Linked DNA regions of Gossypium hirsutum: region 1 is linked to region 2. The links are chromatin contacts, called in public Hi-C maps. All regions are on one chromosome and are shown on one strand. The core of a region is the stretch at or near the end of the contact, and the rest is flanking DNA. Distances in the headings are between cores, read along the strand shown. Region 1 has its middle 15 kb from the start of LOC107887863. Region 2 holds the start of LOC121219439.

Evidence for each region. Hi-C and Micro-C count contacts between places; a contact is called where the count stands out from the background.
Region 1: a Hi-C map of leaf shows a contact between it and region 2, with 1.8 times the contacts expected there. The contact joins the enhancer-like site here to the promoter of LOC121219439 in region 2. A contact is called at or near these places in 5 of 34 Hi-C or Micro-C datasets (callus, leaf and petal).

Annotation. Positions count from the first base shown.
Region 1 is chrA03:48,370,182-48,376,463 of Gossypium_hirsutum_v2.1, reverse strand. No RefSeq gene overlaps it. Among protein-coding and RNA genes, the nearest start is that of LOC107887863, 15 kb to the left of the region's middle. Within about 2 kb of position 2,878, at least 1 of the 9 cell types and tissues checked has an H3K27ac peak or open chromatin away from gene starts, as enhancers often do. A contact at or near this core is called in leaf, where this site is marked.
Region 2 is chrA03:48,325,400-48,332,444 of Gossypium_hirsutum_v2.1, reverse strand. LOC121219439 reads right to left here and starts at 4,214. Exons shown (of 2, transcript XR_005916205.1): 1 at 3,464-4,214.

The DNA of each region.
Region 1 (6,282 bases), core at 1,629-4,128, 45 kb before region 2:
TCTTGACAACATGTCCTTGTTCAAATTTCAGTAACTAGACAACCATTACTATATGTTTGGAAATTGTAATTTGGAGGTATTTAGCTATGTAGGGTTTAGGGTAGAATGTAGAAGACATTTTAATTTAGTTTCCTGTGAGAAACTAACAAGTTTGATTGGTTAAAATTTAGTTTTAAATTCAAGGTTTTGCCAAGGGCTTTAAGAGAAACTTGACACCAACAAGTATCAACTCTAATTTATATTTTCGTTAAAATGTAATCAGATTATGTTATCTTTTTTTAATTCAATTTGCAACTTGACACTTGTGGATGTCAAATGTAAGGTTTTAAAATTAAATTAAAATTTTTGCTATTTAATTTTCAAAATTTTCACCATGAAATCAACACCTATGAGTGTCGAAGTACAATAATCATATCATAAAAATTACCCCGATTCCAAAGACACACAGAAAACTTTACGACAATAACAAGCACCTTGAACTTGGCACCGTGGTTATCGAAGTACTTGTAAAAAAGAAATTGTCTTATGAGAATTAGCTTCCTCTCTTACATATTAATAAATAATAAAATTTGTAGTAACAAAGTAAAAAAAGAGCCCTATTAATTGGTTGAATTAGCAAAATATGCCGAAAAAAAGTTATTTGACTAAATAGGTCTTTTTTTTTAATTTAAAGAAATAGGCTGTTTTTGGAGAAACTATGTGAAAGTGCTTCTAATTGAGTGTGATTTCTACACAATTGACAATAAAGCACGCCCAGCTGGGCACACTTTCCCTTTAAGCCGCATTTTCTGATTTTTTTAATATAATCAGTTTCTTTGGTCAGATGGTTAAATGATAGTAGTTTTGTCCTTAAGTCTCAGGTTTGATTTTTCTTCAGCTCATATTTGTATTTTTTATTTCATGTTGTTTGAAATTTTTTATTTTTAATTAATATTTTTAACATATCAGCTCCTTGGTTAAATGGTAAAATAATAATGATTTCATCCTCAAGTTTTAAGTCCAATTCCTCTCCTAAACACATATCTAATTTTTACTCCAGTTTCAATTTTTTTATTTTTAATTAATGAATATATTGTTTTTAAATTTTTTATGTTTAATTAATAACTTTTTTATTTATAAAATCAAATAATTATTACAAATATCATTATTTTTAGTAAATATAATTTTTATTTTCAATCCATATCATGAGTGTAGTAAATTTTAGTATAATATATTTTTGTATGTGTATTTAAAATATTTTATATATAAACATAATGATATTTGAAATAATTAATTGAAATATTTCATATATAAAAATATTTGAAATATCATACCCACAATGCACATGAAAAAACAATGATATTTGAAATATTTTACATATAATAAAAATTATATTTGAAATAATTATTTCATTTTATAATATTAAAAATCACCATACCCACAATATACGTGGAGAAAAATAATATTTGACATATAATTATTATATATCAAAAAAATATATCAAAAAAATTAGTTGATGTTCATATTATATATAAAGGATTTATTAATTTCAAATATTTTTAACATAATGATATATGTAATATATATTTTTATTACATAATTACATATTTATTATTTGATTTTATGAATAAAAGAGTTATAATTAAAAATAAATAAAAAAATAAAAAAATTGAAAATAATATATATTTAATTAAAAATAAAAATGCTTGAAACACTATGAAATAAAAATTAAAAATGTGTTTAGAAGAAGAATTGAAACTGGAACTTAAGGATAAAATCATTTTTATTTAACCATTTAACCAAAGGAGTTGATATGTTAAAAAATTAATTAAAAATAATAAAAAACTTGAAACAAGAAATACGAATGTGAGTGGGAGAGGAATTGAATTCGAGACTCAAAGACAAAACTACTAATATTTAATCATTTTACGAAAGAAACTAATTATATTAAAAGAGTTAGAAAATGTGATTTAAAAGGGAATGCGTGTCCAGTTGCCAATTGTGCAGAAAGTACATCCAGTTAGACGTGCTTTCACACTCTCTCTTTAAAAATAACATATTTCTCTAACTTAAAAAAAGCGATCTATTTAAATAATTAACTTTTTAGCTAATTTAACCCTTTTAATTTATGTTATGTTATGTAATAATTTTGGATACTACATAAAGTATGAAAAATAAATAAGAAACGAGAGAATATAAAATGAAACATAAAGAAAACATGAATATAAAAAAATTTATATATAATTTATAAGAATATATTTACTTTAAATACAATTGTAATACAAAAATAAATAAAAATATGTTTAAAAAATAAAAAAAAAACTAAATAAAAATCCAACACATGATTTTTTTTTGTTTTGTTTTAAGTTACATTTATGGTGGAGGTGTTCATGGGTGAAGCAATCCACTTATCTTAGTCGATCTAATACTTTTTGCGTTGAGCTTAAATTTATATATTTTAACCTCGAGTTGGTTCTAATTGATTTATTTTATTATTTATAAATAAAAAAATTAAAAAAATAAGATTATTATTTATATATTTTATAATTAAATTTAATAAAAAAATTATTATTTTTAAACAAATAAAGTAAATTTTTTGACAAGCCAAGCTTAAACTTAAATTTTTATCAAATCAAATCAATCATAATTGAAATTATAAATAAAAACATACATTGGAATAAGAGGAATCAAACAAAATTCAAATATATCAATATTTACGAAAAAAAAAAGAAAAATAAACAGAAGTCGTACATAATTTACATAAAATAATACCTAAACTTAAAATTTTAAAATGTTGAACACTAATAAAAATAAAAATAACTTCAATAAATATAGTTTGGGAGTGGGGACTACTTTAGGTTATTCCGTTGCTCCACCTGTCGCTAGGCTCAACCATTTGTTCAGTAGGAGCTCGTTTGATGTTCAATACTTTTTGGCAGGATTTGATTAGATTGAAAAATTAAATTCAAATAATAAATTGTGATCCATATTAAAAGTAGATTGACCGTTGAGTAGAATAGTTTTTCTATTTTTTATTTGATTAGTAAAATTAGCGACGGTAAATTATTAATCAGTAATTTCTTATTTTGTTTTTTTAACTTAAAAAAAGTTATTATTTAGTTATTAAATTATTTCAAAGTTTTTATTTAAATTATTAGACTATTAAAATCGATATTATATAGTTTTCTCTATTTGCACTATCTACACCAATCAAAAGCTCTCTCTCTTTCTTCTCTCTTTTATAGTTATGTTTTCTTTTTATGAAACAACTTTGGACATCACAAATCTATGAACCAAAATTCAAACACATTTTTTCTTCAATCTTCGACATTGACCATTAAATCAACTTGGATCAAAAGTATGTTCTTCTATCAACTTGGATTAAAGGTATGTTCTTCTACTCATTGACTTGCACTTTATCACTATACCGATCATCAAATCGTCGCTTGGAGCTCGTTGGTGGAACTTTAAACAAACATAACCACCTAGTAAATTTGAAAATAAAAACTTTTGAATAGTTCAATGACCAAATTGTAATTTTTTAGTAAAGTGACCAAAATAAAAACTTATCCACAGATTAGTGATTAATAGTGTAGTTTACCCAATTAACAATTAGATTGGAGTGACTTACTTATAATTGTGTGTGATATATTTGGATAATTACTATAATTAATGGATCTTATTGAATTGAGTCTAATCATATTCCAATTCTTAAAGGAGAGTGAGAATTTAAGTAATTACGTGAATAAATAAAAACAATTACACTCAAATAAAATTACTCTTATCACTTTCTAAATATGCTTGCAAATAATTTAAATTTAAATTTTTATTTTTATACCATAATAATATTTGAATCATGGGACATTTTATTTAAAATTTTATTTTATTTTATTTTTCTCATTCAAATAATTTAAAAATTTTATTGATAGGAGATAATTTTTCATACATTTTGACTCACTAAATAATTAACGAAATTACATAGTACTTATTATGAGTTATTTATACTTGACTAAGGACCAATCGATGATGACAAGGAGCACACGTTTAATGTTATAGAGAGAATAACCTAATAAAAATGAAATGCGAGAGTAATTAGATAAAATTGCATAGGATATTTTTTTATTCTTGTTAATTTTTTTAGTGATCTTATTTGTGTTTGGTTTCTAGCATAATAACATGAGAAAAAAAAGCTTATTTATTACATCTATATTACAATAGTTTGATATAAAATGAAGAATAATTAGTACAAATTTAAACTTGAAATTAGAAAGATGAGTAAAACCTCTAGTAAAAAATAAATCCTCCTCAAAATAAGAAAATTTTTTTCTTTCTCTTTGCTAAAAATAAGTCATGAAAGTGACTAAATATTACTAATTGAATTAGTTTTATTGCTAACATATATATTAAAACATGCATAAAAAATAATATTCCAACCAAATGTAGCATTATTGTTGAATACTTTCATGGACTAACATATTACATACAATTATTTGATTTTAAGTTTTGATGATATAGAGAATTTTTTTCCTAACGTATTATTGATAATTTTTATAATAATTAATGTTATTTTTTTAGAATTTAAAATTTTGTAGTTGTGTAATTACAATTTATACTACCAAATATGACATAAAGAATTACGATGTAATTATATTTTGTAAGCCAGAAATATCTAAGGAATTAAAATTCCTTATAAGATAATAATTACACATTCATATAATTACTTTATGATGTTTAAATACACCCTTTAATAAAATTTTAAGAGAGAATTTAAAAAAAGTACCTACGATTAAGTTTTCTTTATTTTTTATGTCTATCGATTCATAGGGTTGGGGATTTTCCCAATAAGTATCCAGTTTTTAGGGTTTCAAATAAGGATTAAAATTGTGAGCGTGAAGAGTTCTCTCAAGGCATGGAGGATGATTTACCAAATCTGAACCTAGATGATCAGGAGGACAATCCTGTTGCAGGGTAAGAGGAAGATGACGAAGGGGAACATGAGTTTCAGTTTTGCCTGATAGGTAGGGTTTTAAAAGAGAGTTTAGTCCACTTTACCTCTTTAAGGAATGTGCTTTTAGAATTGTAGCATCCTATTGAAAGGGTAACCATATCGAACATTGAGGAAAATCGAATCTTGTTCTGTTTCTACAATGAGATTGACGTAAAGAGTATGTTGGATAGTATTCCATGGTTCTTTAATCAACATCTAATCATATTCCATAAATTAAATAGAGGGGAGGATCCATTACAAGTTCCCCTTCATTAAATGAATTTTTGGGTGTAAATTCATGATTTACCATTGGATCAATGTTGGAAGGTATGGTAGGACAAATGGGAAATTTTATAGGGGAATTATTAGATTATGATGCAAAATATTAACAAAAGGATTTCGAAAGATTATGCGCATTAGAGTTCGTTTGGATGTTCGAAGTGAGTCACATATGGAAAAGACAAGTCAAATTATGTAATATTTCAATATGAAATATTATCCCTATTTTGCTTCTTGTATGGGCGACTAGGACACGGTGAAAGTTTTTGCCCCATTTGGCTATTGTTAGGTTTTCAAGAAGTTTAGTTTGGATGAGATATCTCTCTAAGAGCGACACCAAGGAGGGAAGAGATGGCTATAAGTAGATAGCATCAGGAGGAGCCAAAAGGGTTGATAAAAAATGACATGGACATGGAGGAAGCTCGTAGAAGGAATTAGATGTGGTTCCGAGACATGGAGGCTAATAGTAGTTTGAGAGGGAAATGCGTGGTGAGGGAGTTAGATACCATAAAATCAATCAAGTAAGAGACGCAAAAATGAGTTTTTTGCATAATATGGTAACAGAGTCTAACGAGGTTCTCAAAGAAAGACCAATAGGGCTAATGGATGGGAAGAAAAAGCAACAGGTTCAACAACTAGAGGAAACTCACCATAAAAATCATTCAATTTCTACAATGGACAATGAATTATCAGCAACTGCTAGTAAGTAAGCCGGCTGGTCATAATGAAAATCTTAAGCCAGAATGTTCAAGACTTGGGGCAACCGCGAACAGTTAGACATCTCAATAACAGCTTGAGACAAATACAACCTCAGCTTTTGTTTCTAATAGAGATAAAAGTTAACTCGAGAAGAATGGAAGCAATAAGGAAAACGTGTGGTTTTACAAATGAAATTGATATTAATGTAGATGGGTTGAAAGGTAGACTTTCTCTTGGATGGAATGAAGGAATAACGATTAAGCTGAGAACTTATTGTAATTCCCATATACACATTAAAGTTATGAAGCATAATAGGGATAAGTTTTAGCATTTTACGA
Region 2 (7,045 bases), core at 2,965-5,464:
ATGTCAAAGATGTGAAAACATGACTTTTTTACGAGTTCGTACAGGTATGCACGTAAAGTTTATAAGCATTGGCTTCATGATATTATGAGTTCATGATCACTATGAAGTGACCTTAAGTTAATCTTGTGAATAAGTATTTATGTTGATGATGTGTAAATTCATGGTAAATTCAGTTGAGAATCACGTGTTAGGCTTTTGAGCCATATCAAATTGAGAGATAAGCTGTTTAGTTCACTTGATTTGTGATTCTTTGGATATGTGTAAAAAATGAAAGATTTGCATAATTGCCTATTAAAATGGTTATGAAAGTATGTGAAGTTAAGAGTTTAAATCATCGAAAGATGTTAAGCTTTGGGCTTGAAAATATGAATATGCATAATTAATATGCATGTTACTATGAGGCTTGAAATGATTTGTTAATGATTATTATGCTATGTTATATTGGAGAGGTTACGATCGTTTGGAAAATGTTAAGATGTATTAAATTATGCTTATAAATTGAAAAGGGTATGCATTGTGATTGAGTAAGTTATGCCTATGAAGATTTAATGACGTTTATGTTGTGTTATGTTATGTTTGTTGTATGACTATTGTTGCTTGTTATTTGCATACGAACTTACGCAGCTTTGTAGCTTACTCCCCTTCCTTTCCCATATCTTATAAGGTTGTATGCTAGCTCGAGTTGGAGATTGCCAGAGATGCTATCACTCTATCAAGCTATCATGTTGGGTAAATGAATGCAAACCCTTGAGTCTATGGCATGTATAGGGGCTTAGTCATTTTGTGTATGTGTCATTATGATATGGCCAAATGTATTGGCTTGTAATGATTAAGGATTTGATTTGGTATGTAGCTACATAAATTGGCTTATATTGGCTAATGAGTTGTAAGCATATTAATTACTCATATTCCTATGCCAATGTCATTGTGATGTGGTTTATAATGGTATGTTAATGAAATTAGACTAGATGATACATGTGGGAAGCTGTTATGTTGAAGGTGATTGGGTATGTGTGGACTTGATAAAGTATGATGTTATGAGCATGTATATGAAGGTAAGGAAATGATATGTTTAAGTATTTATTGTCGATGTATAGGTTAAATTGGCCAATGAATGGCATGAAAATATTTGATAATGACTAGCTATTGGAATGGTAGTTATGGATATGCTTTGGTGCTTTGTATGTCTAAATGAATGTTAATACAAAAAATCATGAAAGAGTAAAATTAGTATTAAAATAGTTTTGGACAGCAGCAGTAGTGTAACTTTAAAAAATCACCAAAAATTGTGGAAATCAAATTAGAGGTTGAATAAAATATGAAATTAAAGCCTATTCAGTCTAGTTTTACATAGAATAAACGGTGTAAGTAAAAAAATTTAATTGTATGAGATATTTGAAGTTTTGTGAGACAAGGTCAGAATGATTTTGGGTTCCCCTATTCTGAATTTGGAAAATCATTAAAAATCGTATAAAAATACTTGGGGGTTAAAATTTATACTTTTAAATTATTAATGGGTCTATTTTCAAGATAAACAAATGAAAAGATCATCCAAATCTCGTACTAAGAGATAATTAATTTTTAGTGAAGAAAAGTCAAAACTATCAAATAGCAAAACATGGATGAATTTGAAGAATTAAATGTACTTATTAGCTAAACCATAAATTCTGAAAATTTTATGAAAAGAATATATTTGAGTCTAGTTTTAGAAAAATCAAGCAGATCTTAATTTAGAATTCTGTAGCTCAAGATATAAATAATTTAGTGACTATGACTCAAGTGGATAGTTTTGTTATGAATAGTAAATAATTGTTTTGATATGTTTAAGCCTTGATTATGGTTATGTTGGTAGCTTAATTGTGCCATGTTAAGTTTCATTGAAAGTGTGTATGTGAGTGAGCAAATGAGGTGCAAATGGGGTGCAAATGGCTTGGTAAATAGCCATTTTCTTCGCCACACGGACAGAGACATGGCCGTATGTATTAGCTATGTGAAGGATACGGCCCCGGGACATGGGCGTGTGACCTGGCCGTGTGACCCCAAATTGTGTATGACGTCATAAACAGAGAGTTAAACAGGATGTAGACACAGGCATGTGTGACCACACGGCCTACCAACACGAGCGTGTCCCAAGCTACACGGGCATGTGACCCCTGTTTTGATGAATTTTTTTTTTGAGTTTTCTAAAGTTTCTAATTTAGTCCTGAACCACTTCTAATGCATGTTTTAGGCCTTGTAGGCCCGCATAAGGGACGATATGCATGTGTATGAATGGTTTTAAATTGAATGAAATTTTATGGCCCGATTTTGTATGATTGGTTATGTTTAAGTCTAGTAATGTCTCTTACCCTGTCCCGACATCGGACACGGGTAAGGCGTGTTACAAGTAACCTAATTCCTATAGCGACACATGGCCGTGTGGACCGCCCGTGTTAGCACACACCCATGTGATTGCTCATGCGGCCCTGAAATCACATCAAAATTGACTAAAAATCATGAAATTCATCGACTATTTGATCCCTAACTACAACAGTTTCGAAAACACACCTTATATCAAGATCTCAAGCACCAAGAACTAATTGATTTGCCTCCACAAAACCGTTAAATTTTAGCAATTTAGCAAATGAACACACAATTCCTCTAATGAAACGACCGAAATCAGGGCTTTAATGCATAACCAAAAAGACACAATTTACCAAGCATTGATATTCTAATAGAGATGAACTGTTAATCAAGAACAAAACTGATAAAGGCACAAAGAAAACACAATGGCCAAATAAATAAAAAAACAAAAATTGAAACTGAAAGAGGAAGGAAATGAGAGCAACGTGAGAGAGAAGAAGAGAAAAAAGTAGACTAACGTGAGCAAAACATTTGGGGGTTTCCCTTTTTTTAAATCTAACAAAATAAATCAAAATATTCAAATAAAAATTATTATTTAATTAATCATTAACAACCAAACAAATTTATTTATTATTACTATTAAAATAAATTTCAAAACAAAAAATTAAACAATATCAAATTTGTCAAAACCCCTCAAATTTTAATTTTTAAAGAATTAAAAACAAAAATACTTTGAAAAAATTCTCACATTACATACATGTGACTTAAACCCAAGACCAAAGATAAGCTACCAAAGAGTTAGCCACTAAACCAACAAACTCATTTTGCTCCTAAAGCATGAAAATTAACTTAACAGTCCTACTGAACCACTAATCCAACCAACTAGCCTGAATAATTCTAACCTCAATTTTGGGGCGTTATAATTAAAGCCTACGCCTTGGAGTTGGATCAAATGAAATCCATTACAGAATCTAATATTAAACCAAGGGAGGATTTTTGCAGACCCCCAGAACAAGGCAAGATTAATTTTGATGTAGCATTCTATCAACAGGAAATGAAAGCGACAACATGAATCATTACAAGAGATCAGGATGGCTTTGTTGTGGGATCTAGTACTTACCCACTAGGAAGAACTGGGGATCCGATTACAGCAGAAGCGAAGGCTTGTCTTGAAGTTATTATTTTCGGGGAAGAAATGGGCTTTCTAGATCTGGTTGTGGAAGGTGATGCCCTAACCATTATTAAAAAAATCAAGTATGATTTAAAAGATAAATCGGTTATAGGCAACTTAATTGATGAAATAAAGAGGAAAAGATCCAGCTTTGTTCTCTTATCTTTTGAATATACCCCTCAAAATACATATGAAGCAACACATGCCTTAGTAGGACGAGGACACAATCTATCTGACCTAATCTACTGGATGGAAGAGGTATCATCGGAAGTAGAGCCTATCATTGTCAACGATCATAGAAGGGTTTTGGAATGTTAAAGGAGTTGTGTTACCATTCTGAGTTTGGTGATGGTGTTTTTAAAGAAAAATGGTACATATTTTCTCCGAAGAACTCAGGCTTTGGAGAGGTCTGGTATGGTTTTCGAAGAACAATACAGTGATGGAAGAAACCAGATGGCTCCGGTGATAGTTGCAGATGTAAAAAAGAGGAAATGTGTTTAGGAACCCAAAAGGGTTAGAGGTTTTTGTTATTAGGTTTTATTTCTCCTTAGGTATTAAGTTTTTTTCATTTCTTTCTTTAATGATTTAGGAAAGCCCAAGGTACCACCTCGGTTGCTAGTAATATTGCGACAGCTATTGGGCCAACTGTTGTTTAGCCATTTAATTTGTGGATTTCGAGTTACCTCTTTAAAGCATATTCGTTTTCTGTTTCAATAAATAAATAAATAAAATTTTAAGAGAAAACAATATTTTTAATTTTTCCTTAAATTGTTGAATGATTTTGGTTTTAGATTTAGATATATGATTTTTGACATGTTGTATATAAAATATTTGTGTTGGACTATACAAGATTGAGTTTAGGTTGGATCAAGTTTTTGACTTTCTCATATTGTAATGATTCGGTTTGATTTTCTATTTTTCCATATTAATTTTGAGTTTTTGAACTTTAACAAAGTACGCTTTGTTTTATGACTTTAGAAATATTATTTGATTAAATTTCAAAATCTTTTTCATAAATATTTATATAAAAAAATTGAAAGTAAATAAAAATAATATTGTAATTTTTTAAAAATATTTAAATCTAAAAGATTTGCTTCTACATCATATAAAATAGAAATAGAAATAGAAATTGTCTTAACTTCATTTGTCAACACCAGAATTTTATTTTATTTTTTCAAAGATAAGCATCATCTTTTTGAATACTCTAAGATAGTACAAGAAGTATTAACTATATAAAGCACAACAAAAATCAAAGAGAAGAAACATTAATGCAAGGATGTTTTCTCTTGATATTCTTTTGTATGGTAAACTGCTTTCATGCATTTTAAATGGATTCATAAAGCTAAAAACTCATTTTAGACCTTCAGATTACACTAACAACATATATATTTTTTTAGATTATTTTAAAAATGATTTATCAAAATATAAACCCAAACCAATTAAGTTTAAGATTTTGTTATATCAAAATAACAATCTAATTAGAAAAGGTTAGATATTTTGTGACAAAATAAAGTATTAAAATGGGTTTTGGGATCTTGAGGAAAGGGTGGGTATGAAATGCGCCAATGAGTAGTCCAGATCTGGATCGTTGGCCGTCATTGCCTGGCTAGATTCGGAGATTTGATGCCTTCAATAAATATAAAACTAGTTACTTAGTGCAGATATTACATTTTATTTGAGACTTTAATATTCTCTCACAACTTTTTATTCATAAAAAGAGTTTAAAACAAAACATAGGCAGTGATACCTTTTCTTGTACCAGTGTCTGTCCTATTATCTTATTGCACTGTCTGCGACATGGTATTTGTCATTTTATAGCCCTATCTATTGCCTCTTAAAATATTATCTATTGGATCTTAAAAAATATTAACAATTTCAGTTTGAAATCATGAATGCAGCACGCAAATGTTTTTATATTTTTTATTTGGTATAATCTCAAACTTAGCCCTTAGTACTTACATTTTTTTGTCAATTTGGTCCTTTTTTCTTTAGCAAAATTTGGCCCTTAACCTTTTTAAAAAAAAATCAAATTTGACCATCAAATTTTTGAAAAACAGTTGAAATAATTTTTTAATGATTAATATTAATTAAAATGTTAATTTTTTAAACATGACAATGTACTCCATGTTGCTTCTTTTTTTGATTTTTTATAAAATTTTTATATATTTTTTATTTTGATTTTAATAATTTTTTAATTATTTGTTGACTTGACATATAAGACAAATGGTGTTATGTTAGCATGACATGCACATGGACTACCATGCGAGCTGTCAAGCCAGCGGTGTTCAAAATGAATGTTTTAGTCATCATTTCTATTAAAAAAGTTGTTTGACTCTTTTTTAAAAGGTTAAGGGCCAAATCTAGCTCAAAAAATGAATAAGGACCAAAGTGATAAAAAAAATAGAAACATTGAGGGCTAAATTTATTATCATGACTTTTTTATTTGTATAAATTAAGAGGAATTCTTATTATTTTTCATTATAAAAATATGTACTTATCGTCTATTTCATTGTTTAAATGAAATAATGTCACATTTGATACATGTACTTTCATAAAATGTCTAATGTGGTATTATATTTTAAAATGTCCATATAGTACTTAAAATATTAATCTATGGGTATTATTATTTATGGTACTTGAAATAACTTGGTTAATAAATACTAAATCAGGTAATGAAAGTTCAAGAAGTATTTTTCTTCAAATTATCAATTTCACGTGGATAATATAATATTATGCAAAAAACCTAAAAAAAATTAAATGAAATTACAAAAACAAATAACTAAACCTAATCGCATACGTTTAATAAAAAAACAAATATTAAACTTATAGAAGTCACAATGTATTTCGCTACTAAAGTAAATCTACATGCAACCGTCGAATGAAGTTTTTCAACTGCTACATAATGATTGCTCTCGAATAGCTTAACCTCGCCTAGCCTAGTTATGGGCTTTATCCTTCTTCTTGTACCAAAAAAAAAAGTCTCTTTTTCTAAGAGCTTCCCATTTGAAATCAAATACCCTCCAAATTAGAGGTGGAAAACAGATAGGCTTGGATCAGGCTTTCTTTAGATTTAAATTTTCTCAAGCTTGGATTAGCTCGGACTTAGATTTTCCCGAGATTAGCTCTTTTCGACTTGAAATTTTTCATATTTGGGCTCGGATCAAGCTGCACGAGTTCTGATGAGTTCAAATAATTTTGAAATTTCTTATTTATAATTTTTTTTTATTTTCCAATGTAATAATTCATTTTACTTTAATATGATAACAACACAATCCAGATTTATCTCATAAAAATAATAAATTATATAGATTTACTAGAATTCTTTTATATATAATAATTAAATTGCTAATCATATGTAAATTTTATTATATGATATGTATACGAATTGAAAAAAATATATTTTATTGTTTATTATTATATAATATTGAAAATTGAATAAATTTTATCTTTCTTATTAAATTTATAAACTTAATACTCATATTCTAAAATACTTATTTCAAACTCCAAATATATTATACTAAGCCTAAACCC